2 separate regions of the Capra hircus genome follow, and region 2 is linked to region 1. The links are chromatin contacts, called in public Hi-C maps. All regions are on one chromosome and are shown on one strand. Each heading gives the region's core, a stretch centred on a gene start, on an enhancer-like site or on the middle of the called end of the contact. The rest is flanking DNA. Distances are from core to core; before and after follow the strand shown. Region 1 has its middle 29 kb from the start of FAM46B. Region 2 overlaps SLC9A1 (sodium/hydrogen exchanger 1).

Region 1 (7,498 bases), core at 2,577-5,076:
CTCTGCCTCGTTCCCACCATATCTGGCGGCCTGTAGGCCCAAGGGGCTCAGAGACCAGGCCTTTCCCCTCAGGATCCACTTCCCAAGTAGTCCCACTCTTTTCTTCAAAGATTCCTCTTTCAGGAAATTCCTGAGGGGCTTGACAACAGCGTGGGGTGACCTGTCAGGCAGATGTTACAGTCACTCTGTGGGAGAGGGGACCCTCACCCTCACTCACTCCCTCCTGCCATGATGGGAGGAAGACTTTCTTCCATAGCGTTGGGCCCTGCGTACAGGGCAGGACCCTCCTGGAAACCACTTCCCAGTGCCCAGTGGGACAGACGCGCCCTCTGGTGGCCCCACACCATAGCTCCCACCACCACTCGTGGCCCAGAGCAGACTTGAATACCGCAAAGGCCTTCAGCTGCCCACCTCCATCCCTGAGCTTGCTGCCTCTACCCCAGAGTGGAGGGGTCTCAGCTGAGGAGAGAAGTGAGGTCACTCCAGAGCTCCTTTCTGCTGAGTTGGGATGGCATTGAGTTTGTAGTCATCCCCATTACATTTTGAAGAACTTTCATGACCCTTGGGAAGGGCTGAGGTGGTGACATTTATGCTGCAGGCCTCTGTGAGTGTGAGCTTCCAGGGAAATGGTGAGGTCTAGGGCGGCATCTCAGCCATTCTTGGGCCTCAGTGGTTGGGGGCACAGCCTTTCTGCACAGTCAGGATGGCCCCAGAATTCAAGTCTGCTTTCTCACCTGAAAGATGGGAGTGGTAAGGTCTTAAAAGCAGATTACAGAAGTAAAGCTTTTATTCAACCTCTGACGAGGTGAGTTTTCCAACGGAAGTGGGCGCAGGCGTAGGCAGGGCTGGGGTACAGTAAAGAGATTCTGATTTTTTTCAGAATATCAGATGGCTCTGAATCCTGGCAGCAAAGCCAGGCAAGCAAAGACAAGGACTGATTCTCTGGAGAATCTCAGGAACATCATTTGTGGGGCTGACTTCAGGTTTGTTGAATGACTGAGTCAGTGAATGAATGACTTCACAGGAAGCTAACTCAGAACCGGCCCTGTGGAATTCTCAAGACAAGAAACCTGACTGCCCAAAGCCAGCAGAGGTTGAAAACTGGGAAGCCAGCCCCCAGCTCCCAGTCGCAGAATTCACTTTGGTGTTGCTGATAATTTGCCTCAGCGCCACCTGCTGGCGGGCACTGACTGGCCAACTCCTGTTAGAGCTAGAAATTGGTCACCTGGATCCCCAGGGGGATGGATCCTTCCAAGGGTTAGTCAAGAAAACATACAAAGTTTGGAAAAGGCAAAAGAGATTCTTGGATGTCCTTTCAAAGCAACTGTCCTCTAATGATAAGCTCATCCTTAGGGGTGTATGCTCTTCATTGCCTTTGACTGACTTTATAACTCTGCAGGGACAGAAGTAAATTGTAGAAAACAGGTAATAATGCAAATGATTCCTGCCCATGGCAAGCAAATGATTCCTATTTATAACCACGCAAAGGAATTCAGTCCAGTAGAGAACATTCTCATTTAAACTACTTTTAACACCTTGCTGGGTCCTTGTCAGTTAGAGTTAAAGAAAATCTTTGACACACATTAATTTTGTGTGTGTGTATGAGGTCATGATTTTACCTTCTCAGAAATTACGCTTTATTAGATCTTCGGTTCTCGAGGAATCTACAAAGCCTCTCAGACCTTCCTTTCCATCATGCCCCCAACCTGTTCAGGTGGCACCAGCAACAGCATCCTCTGGGTCCCCACTGCACCCAGCACTGACTTCAAGGACAAGCTGCCCTGTGCTTCCCTGCCAGTCTCTCCCTCAAGACTGCCAGTGCCCAGGGGCAGGAGCTGGGGGTGATTCTCACTGGATCTGCAGAGTTCGGTAGAGACTGTTGAATGAATTTATGAATATACTTAGTGTGGGCCACAACCCCTGTTGATGAGGGAGCCCGAGATACTGCAAGCCAGAAGGGCAATTTATGCACTTAGCCAAACACTTCTCAGCCTCAGTTTCCACATCAGTGCAATGAGAATAAATTTACCGCGTGCTGAAAATACAGATGGGAAGGAAGTCTTAAGTAACTCCCGCATGTTTTCCTTTGCCTCTATTGGTTTCTATTCGGACCTCCCACCCCACCCCCAGAATACTAAGAAAAGGAACAGGGTCATTTCCTCTGGCTCCCCACCCTGCAAGGCCTACGGGAAGTGTTCAGTTAAGTATGCCCCACCCCCGACAGCCCAGCCCGGTTAATGAATGAGAAAGGGAAGCGGAAATGGCTTGAGGGGCCAGAGTGCCCATCATCTGGCAGTCGAGGATCATGGCCAACATAGAAGCAGCCTTGGGCTTGGGCTGGGAGGGGAGGGGAGCCGGGTAGTGAGGGGTGAGGTGGTGGACTGCTTACCTGAACAGAGAAACCCAAGAGAAAATCCAAAGGGAGAGAGAGGCTGGAAGAGGCTCCATGTCCAGACCCCAGCCTCAACTCATCCTAAGCCACAGGAGCCCACCTGCCTCTCTGGCCAGCTACTCCGCTAAACAGCTACATCTGCTAAAGGGGAAAAAAAAAAATTTTTTTTTTTTTTTTAACTGACAACCAAATAACTGGGATTCGGGCGCCACCGCGTGGTCATTTGTGAAACTGCCTGCCCAGGTGATCCAAAGGCAGAGGGAGGCCGACCAGCATTCCTCTAACTTTCCTGCCCTCCATCCTCTTCCTCGTCTTCTCCCTCCTATTTATTGAGCACTAGCTTCATGGGAAATAGATGGGAAACAGTGGAAACAGTGGGGGATTTTATTTTTGGGGGCTCCAAAATCACTGCGCTCCAAAATCACTGCAGATGGTGACTGCAGCCATGAATAAAAGACTCTTACTCCTTGGAAGGAAATTTATGACCAACCTAGACAGCATATTCAAAAGCAGAGACATTACTTTGCCAACAAAGGTCCGTCTAGTCAAGGCTATGGTTTTTCCAGTGGTCATGTATGGATGTGAGAGTTGGACTGTGAAGAAAGCTGAGCGCCGAAGAATTGATGCTTTTGAACTGTGGTGTTGGAGAAGACTCTTGAGAGTCCCTTGGACTGCAAGGAGACCCAACCAGTTCATCCTAAAGGAGATCAGTCCTGGGTCTTCATTGTAAGGACTGATGCTGAAGCTGAAACTCCAATACTTTGGCCACCTCATGCAGAGAATTGACTCATTGGGAAAGACCGTGATGCTGGGAGGGATTGGGGGCAGGAGGAGAAGGGGACAACAGAGGATGAGATGGCTGGATGGCATCACCGACTCGATGGACATGAGTTTGGGTGAGCTCCGGGAGTTGGTGATGGATAGGGAGGCCTGGCGTGCTGCGATTCATGGGGTCGCAAAGAGTCAGACACGACTGAGCAACTGAACTGAACTGAACTGGGGTGGTCAAAATCTCTCCCTTGGAGGGTTTGGAGGAGTTTGGAGGAGCTTGGAGGGCTACAGTCCATAGAGTCACAACTGAAGTGACTTAGCATGCGCACACAGCACTGATGCTGAGTCTCCAGAGCTCAAAACTGATTTCAGAACACAGGCTAGGTGCTCAATAAACATTTATGAATGAAGTCATAAATCAATGAATGAAGATCTTTAAAAACCCGAAAATTTATCCCTGCCCTCAAGGCGCTGGTAGCCTGGTGCGGAAAACAGATCAGTAAAGGGCAGAAGTGGTTCCTTCCGCCTCTACCCGCACCCCACCTCCCACCTCCCCTCACCCCTCAGAGCTTTGCCAGAAGGATACACAGGCGCTTCAGGACCCAGAGGAGGCACCTAACCTCATCCCGCCCTGAAGCGCTGAGAAGGATGACCAGCAGAGCCGAGGCCCATAAAGGAGGGGCGGGGAGAGGCCCTCCCGGCAGAGGCCCCAGCTCTTGAGAGGGTCTGCGCGGTGTGCAGTTCAAATTCTAAGCCTTGAGGAGGAACATAAAGGGAGAAAGAGAGGTCTGCAGGGTATTCATCAAGATTTGCCGTTAAAACAAATCCTCCCCTTAACTATGCCTCAGATTTCTCATCCACAAAATGGGAATAAGATGAGGAGGGAATGAGAGGCGAAGGCTGGCACACCGTAACCCTTGATGTTGTTCAGTTGTGTCTGATGACCCCATGGACTGCAGCTCGCCAGGCCTCTCTGTCCATCACCAACTCCCGGAGCTCACTCAAACCCATGTCCGTGGAGTCAGTGATGCCATCCAGCCATCTCACCCTCTGTCGTCCCCTTCTCCCGCCCTCAGTCTTTCCCAGTGTCAGGGTGCTTTCCCATGAGTCCCGCTTCACATCAGGAGGCCAAAGTATTGGAGCTTCAGCTTCAGCATCAGACCTTCCAACGAATATTCATCCATTCCTTTGATTTCCTTTAGGATGGACTGGTTGGATCTCCTTGTAGACCAAGGGACTCTCAAGAGTCTTCTCCAACACCACAGTTCAAAAGCATCAATTCTTCAGCGCTCAGCTTTAGGACTCTCTGATGGGTTACCCACACCAGATGCACTTTGGGGGGTTGGCCACCGGGGGACAGTAAGTAGGTTCCCAGAGGCCCCTGGGGAATGACCTAAGACTGGAGCTGCAGGGGATAACATTCCCCATCTGGTTTAAATCAGTGTCTCTCAGATGACAGCACTGAGAGATCCCCTGGGGTCCAAACATCCAACTCCCATGAGATAGAAGAGATTCGTCCTCTAATTCATGGGCACTAGGTCAAGGAACTGGGTTGGGCCTCACAGTTCAGTGCCGTTCAGTTCTGTCGCTCAGTTGTGTCCGACTCTTTGCCTCACAGAGGGGACATCAAATAGAGTCCTTTGATGTAACCAGTAATTCATTCCTGTTTATTAAGTCCCTGCTATGGTCCAGCCCTAGGGACGCTGTAGACAATAAACCAAGATAGAGTGGGGGTGGGGCGGGAGGTGGCGCGATGTTGAACAACGCTTTTAGGGAGAAGAATAAAGATGAAATAGGGAGTGTGGGGATGGTTTGCAGTTTTAAATAGGATGGTGCAGGAAGGCCTCCTGAGAAGGGCCCTTTGCATAGAGACCGGAAGATATGATGGAAAATCCATGGCAATTTCTGAGGAATGAGGGGAACAGCAAGGACAAATGCCCTGGGGGCAAGATTGCGCCTGCCTTGATTCAAGGAGCTCCAGAGAAGCCAAAAAGGGGCTGAGTGCAAGGAGGAGGGGCCCAGATGGAGCTGGGCCTAGGAGGCCGCTGAGATGCCCAAAAGAGGATATAATATGCAGTGACAAAGGTACACGGTGGGAAAGAAGCACAGGCCGCTCATTAGGCAAATCCAAACTTGTGTCTCATCACCCACCCACACCTCCTGCAGTGCACTGTGGATTAATATTTTCTATAAATCCTGTAATTATCTTGTGAATAGCACAATTATTTTGCATTGTATCCTCTATGTTGAAAGCATTCATTTGTTAAATGTAAACATTTAAAATAGACCATGTATTATGGAGCCTTTTTTACTTTTTTATTTAATAAACTGGAAGTCTCACAGTTAGAAGCAGAGGGAGTTTTTTTTGCCCTCCAAGAGTCCCACGGAAGCGGATCTACACTCACACCCTCACATACTCACACTCACTCACCCACAGTGCCCAGCCAGCACGTCACTGTTGTGTCTTCCACTACCTCAGCACCAGCCCTTGACTATGTACAGAGCATGTCCTCGTTCATGGGCCTTCAACTATGACATGGGCAGGGATTAATATGTCCACTTTACAGATAGATAAGCTGAAGCTCTGAAAGGTGCCTGGAGCACAGAGTCTGGAGAAGGATAAGGCAAGATGGGACTGGTGAAGACTTAAACGTATAAGGCAAGGAGATCGAACCAGTCCATCCTAAAGGAGATCAGTCTTGGGTGTTCATTGGAAGGACTGATGCCGAATCTCCAGTACTTTGGCCACCTGACGGGAAGAGCTGACTCATTTGAAAAGATGCTGATGATGGGCAAGATTGAGGGCAGGAGGAGAAGGGGATGACAGAGGATGAGATGGTTGGATGGCATCACCGACTCAATGGACATGAGTTTGGGTAAGCTCCGGGAGTTGGTGATGGACAGGGAGGCCTGTCATGGGGTCACAAAGAGTTGGACATGACTGAGCGACTGAACTGAACTGAAGGTTATGTACCCCAATATTCATAGCAGCACTATTTAAAATAGTCAAGACATGGAAGCAACCTAGATGTCCATTGACAGATCAATGGATAAAGAAGTTATGGTACATATACGCAATGGAATATTATTTAGCCATAAAAAAACGAATGAACTTGAGTCAGTGGAAGTGAGCTGGATGAACCTAGAGCCTGTTATACAGAGTGAAGTAATCCAGAAAGAGGAAAACAAACAGTACATTTACTCATATATATGGAATCTAGAAAAATGGTCCTGATGAAACTACTTGCAGGACAGCAATAGAAACACAGATGTAAATAACAAACTCGGGGGCCCAGCAAGGGAAGGAGAGGGTGGGATGACTCCAGAGAAGCACTGAGAGATACTCACTGCCATGTGTTAAACAGATAGCTAGCAGGAAGCGGCTGCAGAGTGCCAGGAGCTCTGCTTGGTGCTCTGTGACCAGACGGTCAGGATGGGGATGGGACGGGAGGGAGGCGTCAGAGGCAGGGGATATATGTATATTTATGGCTGATTTGTGTTGTGCAGCAGAAACCAACACAACATTGTAAAGCAATTATTCTCCAATCAAAACTAATTTTTTTTAAGTGTTTTTAAAAAGTCAGGGGAAAGTAAAGGTGAGGAGAGGAGCGGGAGAGTGTCATTACTAATCCTCTGGTGGCCGATGATCTCAGACAGACTTGGGTTTGAATCCCAGTTCCACCATTTATTTATCTTGGGTAAATTCTTTAAAATCCCTGAGCCTCAGCTTCCAAAACTTTATAATGGGTATAATGGTAGTACTCATCTCATGACTTTGTTATGCAGATTAAAAATTCCAATCCCAAAGAAAGGCAATGTCAAAGAATACTCAAACTACCACACAACTGCACTCATCTCACATGCTAGTAAAGTAATGCTCAAAATTCTCCAAGCCAGGCTTCAGCAATACATGAACTGTGAAATTCCAGATGTTCAAAGTGGATTTAGAAATGGCAGAGTAACCATAGATCAAATTGCCAACATCCGCTGGATCATGGAAAAAGCAAGAGTTCCAGAAAAACATCTATTTCTGCTTTATTGACTATGCCAAAGCCTTTGACTGTGGATCACGATAAACTGTGGAAAATTCTGAAAGAAATGGGAATACCAGACCACCTGACCTGTCTCTTAAGAAATCTGTATGCAGGTCAGGAGGCAACAGTTAGAACTGGACATGGAACAACAGACTGGTTCCAAATAGGAAAAGGAGTACGTCAAGGCTGTATATTGTCACCCTGCTTATTTAACTTATATGCAGAGTACATCATGAGAAACGCTGGGCTGGAGGAAGCACAAGCTGGAATCAAGATTGCCAGGAGAAATATCAATAACCTC
Region 2 (7,498 bases), core at 1,948-4,447, 46 kb before region 1:
CAGGTTTACCAGTGGAGGCTTCCTCCAAACAGAAAATCTCCCAGCTGCAAAAGGCATGAGGGTCTAGGACAGTCTGACCCCTTGCTTCCCCTCCCTGGCAGGCGTGCTGGGCCTGACCTGGTTCATCAACAAGTTCCGCATCGTGAAGTTGACCCCCAAGGACCAGTTCATCATCGCCTACGGGGGCCTGCGAGGGGCCATCGCCTTCTCCCTGGGCTACCTCCTGGACAAGAAGCACTTCCCTATGTGTGACCTGTTCCTCACGGCCATCATCACCGTCATCTTTTTCACCGTCTTTGTGCAGGTGCTGGACAGGGCAGAGCAGCCCTGCCTGGGGACCCTGACCCTGCCAGGAAAGAGGAAGTGCATGCCGGAGCGGGGCTAGGAGGGCAGCGGGCAGCATGGGTTGTAGTTCCAGCTCCAGCAGCACCTCATGCAGCCCTGGACAAGCCCCCGCCTTTCCAGGCCTCGGTGTGCTCAGTTGCAAAGGAAGAGCCTGGTCACGCGTCACTGTGGAGTGATGCTGCCCAGCTCAGTCAGGAGCCCAGGTAGCGCTGAGAGGAGTGTGTCCAGTCGGCAGGACCGTGAAGCTCACGGTAGGGATTTGGGGAAGTGGTTTATTCTCTTAGGGTCTCAGTTTCCACATCAGTCAAATGGGGGCAGTAGCGCAGCACGGGGGCTGGAAAGGCGAAACGGCCCCTGAGCGGCGCCGTCGGAGATCGTTAGCCAGAGCTCTGCTGCTGTCAGTGTGAGCCTGGAAAGATTCTCCTCCCATCTCTGGGTCTCAGATCCCTATCTGTGAAGTGAGGGGACTGGACCAGCGGATCCTGAAGAGTCCTTCCAGCTGTTGGCTGTGATTTCTGTGCATTTGAACGACTCAGGCTTAGCTGAGAACCTCACCCACCCCTGGAGTCCCTGAGGGAGCCCAGCTTGAGATGATGTAAACCATTTCTCGTTATCTGACGCGTGACTTTGGGCAAGTGAGAAACACTTCATCTGTGTGTTTGCTCCATGTTTCCTGGATCATAACCCTAGACAAGCCCTCAGTGGGAAACATCATTGCCTTCTCCAGAGAGCACAGTGTAGAGCAAACCTCCTGGGGCTGGACTTGTCTTCTGTCTTTTAAAAGGAGAAGAGGTTGCCTCTTTGATCATCTTGCCCTGCTTCCATCTTCCAAAATATTTTATCACCTTATTTTGCAGTTGGTTTACTAAGTCAGTTTTTAATGAACGCAGCATTGAGGTAGGGACCTCCCTGCCTGAGTTTGAATCCGGCTTTACTACTTCTGTGAGACCTTAGGGAGTTACTTGACCTCTCTCAGTCTCAGTTTCCTCATCTGTACAATGGGGACAAGGAAGGGGTCATTGCAGGTATTGAAATGCTAATTCTAGTGAAAACACCACTGGCCCTGGCACTTGACAAGTGTGCAGTTAGATTAGCTACTGCTGTCCTTACTGGGTCCTTCTGGGTCAAAAACCTGCAAGGGGGCCAGAGCAGAGGTGGTCTTCCCTGTTAGGTGACAGTGCATTTGTGGTGGAGCTCACACTTGAACTCTGGCCCGGGCTAGCTGGCTTGTGTGTGAGTCCCTTGGCTGGATGTGAACCCCCTGGCCATGTCTTCAGGAGTAAGTGGGCTTAATATAAGCGCAGCTTGGATGTTGGGAGATTGGGGACGTCAGAGCAAAGGGCATCCCAGGCTCAGGGACCTTAGGGTGGAGGACCTCTGTGGCCTCCCGGCCAGGGTGGCAGAACTGGAGTGCCTGACACCCACCCACCCCCCAGGGCATGACCATTCGGCCCCTGGTAGACCTGCTGGCTGTGAAGAAAAAGCAAGAAACGAAGCGTTCTATCAACGAGGAGATCCACACGCAGGTACCGGCAGCTGGGCCTGGGCCCTGTGTTGCAGGAGGAGGCTTAGGGAGCTGGGGTCAGCTAGGCCTTGCATCCATGTCCTCAGGCAGCCCCTCCTCCCTCATCCAGTGCCTCCTGAGGACACCAGGTCACCCCATAGCGAGGGGTGGTGTGAGCAGCCAGGAACCTGAGGAGAGGGCGTCATGCCGTCTCTGCCTCTGCAGGAACCTGGCCCAGGTGCTGGGCACAAGTGGGTTCAGAGAAGAGGGTTCAGCTGGGCCCCAGTGGCAGAGGGCTGGAGGGGTCCACAGGGCTTCAGGATGAGTGGGGTGTGGGCGCCACCTCCTGGCTGCTTCTGGAACTACAGGGCTGGGTTGAGCAGAGCAGCACTGGGGTGGAAGGTGGGGGCCCATTCAGGAGTCTTGGTCCGGAAGGAGCCCAGTAGTAAGGCTTGACCTGGCCCTGGGCACGTTTCAGTTCCTGGACCACCTTCTGACAGGCATCGAGGACATCTGTGGCCACTACGGCCACCACCACTGGAAAGACAAGTAGGTGGCAGGCCTAGTGGGCAGGAGGGCGGGGAGGGGCCGGTAAGGGTCTCCCCCCAGGGGCCTGGGCATCTTCCCATTGCAGAAGCCAGCTTCACCCATCTCCTCCCACCTCCCACCAGGCTCAACCGGTTTAATAAGAAGTACGTGAAGAAGTGTCTGATAGCTGGTGAGCGCTCCAAGGAGCCCCAGCTCATCGCTTTCTACCACAAGATGGAGATGAAGCAGGCCATCGAGCTGGTGGAAAGTGGGGGCATGGGCAAGATCCCCTCGGCCGTCTCCACCGTCTCCATGCAGTGAGTGCTAGTGGCCAACCCCGGCCGCTTCTGCAAGCCACATGCTGACCCCTCAACACCCACCTGGAGCGGGTCCCTAGGTCATTCCACCGGGCGGGCAGATCACACTGAGGACCCAAGGCTTGGCGCACCCAACCGGATCATCCCCAGGGGACCCTTCTGTCCTGCCCCAGCCCCCAGAGTCCCAGGAATTTTCTAATCTGAGGCCTGTTATCCCAGGAACATCCACCCCAAGTCCCTGCCGGCCGAGCGCATCCTACCAGCACTGTCCAAGGACAAGGAAGAGGAGATCCGCAAAATCCTGAGAAACAACTTGCAGAAGACCAGGCAGAGGGTGAGGGGCTGCCCCTGCCCGGCCCACTTCACTTACCGCAGAGGAGCCCCCTGCCCCCGCCCCGCCCCACCCTCCTCTGCTCCACATGCCCAGAGCCTCCCCAGCCCCTCCAGGCCCAGCTTCCGGGGCCTGGTTGGGCCTGCCTGACAGCTGTTCCTCCCACAGCTGCGGTCCTACAACAGACACACGCTGGTGGCCGACCCCTACGAGGAGGCCTGGAACCAGATGCTGCTCCGGAGACAGAAGGCCAGGCAACTGGAGCAGAAGGTGTGTCTGCAGCTGGAGCCGGCTCCTGCCTTTCTCTGGAAACCTGGGCTCTTCCTCTGCCTGCATCACCACCACCCAGCCCTCTGGGAGACAGAGCCACTCCCATCTGGTGTCTTGGCCTCCTCCAGTGTTCTCGCCTGGAAAATTCCATGGACTGTAGCTCTCCTGTGTTCAGGACTGTAGCCCTCCAGGCTCCCCTGTCCATGGGGTTGCAGAGTCAGACACAACTTAGCAACTGAACACACACACACGCACCCCCCATGTGTTTCAAAGGCTGAGCCCCAGGGAAAGTTCCAGAAAGCTGCCTTCTCCACCTCTTCTCCACTCAGAGCAGCAAAGAGGCCCCCGTTCCCCACTGTGTCCTCGGGTATCAGATCTAGAAGAGTCTATCCACGTGCTCTAACCTCTCATTTTCTAGTGAGAAAACTAAGGCTCAGAGGAAAGGAAAACTAAGGCTCAGAATCAGAAAGCAAGACACACATGCCTTCATTCATTCGTTCAGGAAAATATTTGTGGAGCTCTCCCTAAGTGCCAAGCGGCAGAATTGCCTCCGTGTATCCGGTGGTGCATCAGCCCAGTCCCTCCCTTATGGAGCACACAGTGGCCCCGGGCAGAACTGGAAGTGCAAGGGGCTCTGAGCACCTCAAACAAGGAAGTGGTCAGAGTGCGCTTAGGAATGAGAGTCTTGGGGGAGGGAGTGTGGGCAGGAGAAGGGCCAGGCAGAAGGAAAGAAACTATACACAAGTTCCTGACCACAGACTGAGGGGCTCAGCTTTCAAGGAAGCTTGTTAATGGCGTTAAGGGTTTGGGCTTTCTTCCAAAGCATGGAGAAGTCATGAACGGTTCTCAGCGAGGGAAGCACGTGGAAAGGGGTGCGGGTGGATTAGGGGGGTGGCGGGGTAGGGGAGGAGCAGGCAGAATTCAAGGGACATTTAGGAGGTCAGAGTGGCAGGACTTGGTTACCAGTTTGAGGTGGGACCGAGGGAAGAGGAAAAGGAGGCAGGGGTCACAGCTGGCCTTTGATTGGGGTAGGCGGGTGGCGTGGCTGAGGGGACACCAAGGAAGGAGCAGGTTTTGAAGGAAGATAAGTAGCTGAGTTCAGCTGGAGCGTGTTGCATTGAGAATCTCGGGGGTCATCCAGGGCCCAGGTGACATTCTTGAGGTCGACTGTGGGTCTGTCCTTAGGGACAAATGAGGGCAGGAGCTAGAGGCTGGGCTGGTACCCCCATGGGAGAGGTGGGACAGTGTGGGAGTGTTCAGGGTCACCCTGGAGCTCGACAAGAGGCTGGGCCAGGCCCTCAGGACCCAGCACTGGCTCAGGCTTGCCACGGGCATGGGTGGAGAGGGCGCGGGCACCCCAGACACACAAAGAAGGGTGTGCGGCCACCGGCCCGGGGTGCCTCTGCTCACCCCCCTGCCCCCACCTGCTCTTCCTTTGTCAGATCAGCAACTACCTGACCGTGCCGGCCCACAAGCTGGACTCGCCCACCATGTCGCGGGCCCGCATCGGCTCAGGTAAGGCAGGCCATGGGGGGCCCCGCGAGGAGCCTTGAGGCTGGGCACGGGCCTCAGAGAGCCTGCAGGGAGGATGGGCTTCTCATGGGCCAAGCCGTGAACTCCTCCTATGTCAGGTGGAGTTGGGGGTTCACCAGAGGGGGGCCCCCCAGAAAAGTGGCCCTGCCGTCCTCCCCAGGGACAGAGTGCTCCACAGAGGGGCTCACGCTGAGGAGCTGGGTGCCCGCGGGGAGGCTGGAGGGGGCTGCACTGTTGGGCTCTCTGACATGTGGGGGACCAAGGCAGGCCTTCCAGGACATGGGGCTCAGGAGGGAGCCTGGCTCTTCGTTGAAGCAGGGACTCCTATGGGAGCCCCAGGGCTGAGCAGGGGAGCACAGTCCTACCTTGGAGAGCACAGTCCGAGGGGAGGAGGAACTATTGGCCTCGTAAAAGGCCCGTGCAGAGTGACTTGAAGCATACCAGGATGACCGCACTCACAGGCTGACTCTTTGCGGGCAGAGGTGGGCCACGTACTGGGAGGGCTCAGGGCCGGAAGCCAGTGTGTGCCTTGCTCTTGGTTCGCAGACCCACTGGCCTATGAGCCCAAGGCCGACTTGCCTGTGATCACCATTGACCCGGCCTCCCCGCAGTCACCTGAGTCCGTGGACCTGGTGAACGAGGAGCTGAAGGGCAAGGTCCTGGGGCTGAGCCGGGATCCGGGCAGGCTGGCCGAGGAGGAGGAGGACGATGAGGACCCCGATGGGGGCCTCACGATGCGGACCAAGGAGCCCTCGTCCCCGGGCACCGACGACGTCTTCACCCCGGCGCCGAGCGACAGCCCCAGCTCTCAGAGGATACAGCGCTGCCTCAGTGACCCAGGCCCACACCCCGAGCCTGGGGAGGGAGAGCCTTTCATCCCCAAGGGCCAGTAGCACGGAGGGGGGGCCAGCGGGTGGTGCCCTCCCACCACGGACTCTCCTACCAGAGCCAGGGCTGCTCGCGGGGCGGTGGAGGGTGGGGGGTGTTCCCCTCATCCTTCCCAACCTGGACTGGCCCCAGCCCCCCCCACCGCATGGCAGCTGGGCCCACAGCCCCCACCGCAGCACGGCTTCCCCCTGCCTCCCGGGAAGCGCCCTCCCTCCCGCCAGAACTGCCTTCCTGATCCATCCTTCGGAGGCGGACCTGCCTGGCTGTGAGGCAAACCCTGCCCCCTCCCGAGCCAAGCTCTCTCCCTACCCTGACCAGGGCCTCTGAGTCCCCTAGACCTCTGCGGGCTCCCTCCCATTCCGTCACCCTACTCATTCAAGTCAATCTAAGTTTCTAACCAAAGAGCCTCTGGCTCAGCCTTGGTCCCTCCTGGGAAGGGAAGGAGCCGGGGCCTCCATTAACAGGGAAGAGACTAGGGGACCAGGCGTTGGACTTGGGGAGGGGTTGGGGACCGTGGCCATACCGTCCCCCCGCCGGCTCTCACCCTGGCCACCTCACTTGACCTGTCCTTACTCAGAGCTGCAGGCTGAGGGCACCTCTGAGCTCTGTCTGGAGCTGGGACTCAGCTTCTCCAAACTGGGCTCCAGCAGGGACCACTGGGCCCTTCAGGGGCTGCTGATCGGAGCTCCAGAGAGTGCTGCCTTTTTATCTGTTTTGTTTATTCACACTTCCATGTACGATTCTATTTGCACAGAGGGCATTCCTGTTTTTAAAACATTTTTGAAACCCCTGCCTGAACAGAACTCCTGCCATCCTACTCCAGAGCATCACTCATCCGCATACGTGCCTGTCTGCCCAACACTTCCCCAAATCAGTCCTCTGTCCACAGGGCTCTGATTTCAGAAATGACCTCACCACCCCCCACCCCCAACACACACACACACACACACACACACACACACACGGACGCCCCAATGGTGACTTTCTCTAACTCATAGATGCTGGGCCTCCTGGGACCTTCCTTCTCTTGGGCCTGGCCCTCAGCTCCTGCTGGCCTGTTCTCTCTCCTCCCGCTCCCCGCCCCCATTGGCCCCTGGAACCTCTCTTGTAAGCACTGCACTCAGCTTGCTGTAGAGCCCTGTCCTTGGGAGGGGGGCAGGGTGTCCCCTGAGCATCTCCCACTGGCCGGGGCTGGTGGGTGAGCGGAGCCCTGGCCCCAGAGGCCTTTGCTCACAGAAATACAGGCCTACTCCCGAGGCTGCCATGGGCCCGGCCCAGGCCTGGTGATCTCTGTCCTTCTCTCTAGGGTACTCCTTTCCCCAGGATCGTGCAATAGTCAGAGCATCCCCCTGCCCAGTGGACTGGGCAGAGGGTGCTCATCTCCCCCTCCTCTCCATGAAAGTGCTGTTTTGGGCAGGAGTCCCCATGCAAGGGTGACGTTGACAACCGTGTTCAAAGCCACCACAGCTGCTGCCGCTCTGCCGCCTGTACAGAAGAAACCGAATCTTTTTCATATTCTAATAAATCCGTGTGAGTTTTTGATAGAGTTGAGGGCTGCTTCCTGGGTGCCAGGGACTTGGGGGAGGAAGGTGGCCCAGGCACCTGAAGGACTTGGCTCAGTGGCTGCACAGAGAGATGCCTTGTCCCTGTCGGGTGCTGCCGTGCTGATTCCCGTGGACGCAGCGCCAGGGACACAGGTGCGAGCAGAGCAGGAGGCTCCCAGCCCTCGGCTCCTTCTGAAGGGCGGCGTTCATCAGGCCTGCCAGGAAAGCCATGTGTGCG

What was found. A called contact is a pair of places that touch in the nucleus more often than the background predicts.
Region 2: a contact with region 1 is called in a Hi-C map of blood, with 1.8 times the contacts expected there. The contact joins two enhancer-like sites. A contact is called at or near these places in 2 of 5 Hi-C or Micro-C datasets (both in blood).

What each region holds. Positions count from the first base shown.
Region 1 is chr2:9,785,614-9,793,111 of ARS1.2, reverse strand. No RefSeq gene overlaps it. Among named protein-coding and RNA genes, the nearest start is that of FAM46B, 29 kb to the right of the region's middle. Within about 2 kb of position 3,826, at least 1 of the 5 cell types and tissues checked has an H3K27ac peak or open chromatin away from gene starts, as enhancers often do.
Region 2 is chr2:9,830,595-9,838,092 of ARS1.2, reverse strand. SLC9A1 (sodium/hydrogen exchanger 1) reads left to right here. Exons shown (of 12, transcript XM_018056627.1): 5 at 102-304; 6 at 1,782-1,871; 7 at 2,328-2,398; 8 at 2,521-2,694; 9 at 2,914-3,028; 10 at 3,194-3,295; 11 at 4,738-4,810; 12 at 5,375-7,262. The coding sequence ends at 5,721. Among named protein-coding and RNA genes, the nearest start is that of SLC9A1, 49 kb to the left of the region's middle. Within about 2 kb of position 3,197, at least 2 of the 5 cell types and tissues checked have an H3K27ac peak or open chromatin away from gene starts, as enhancers often do.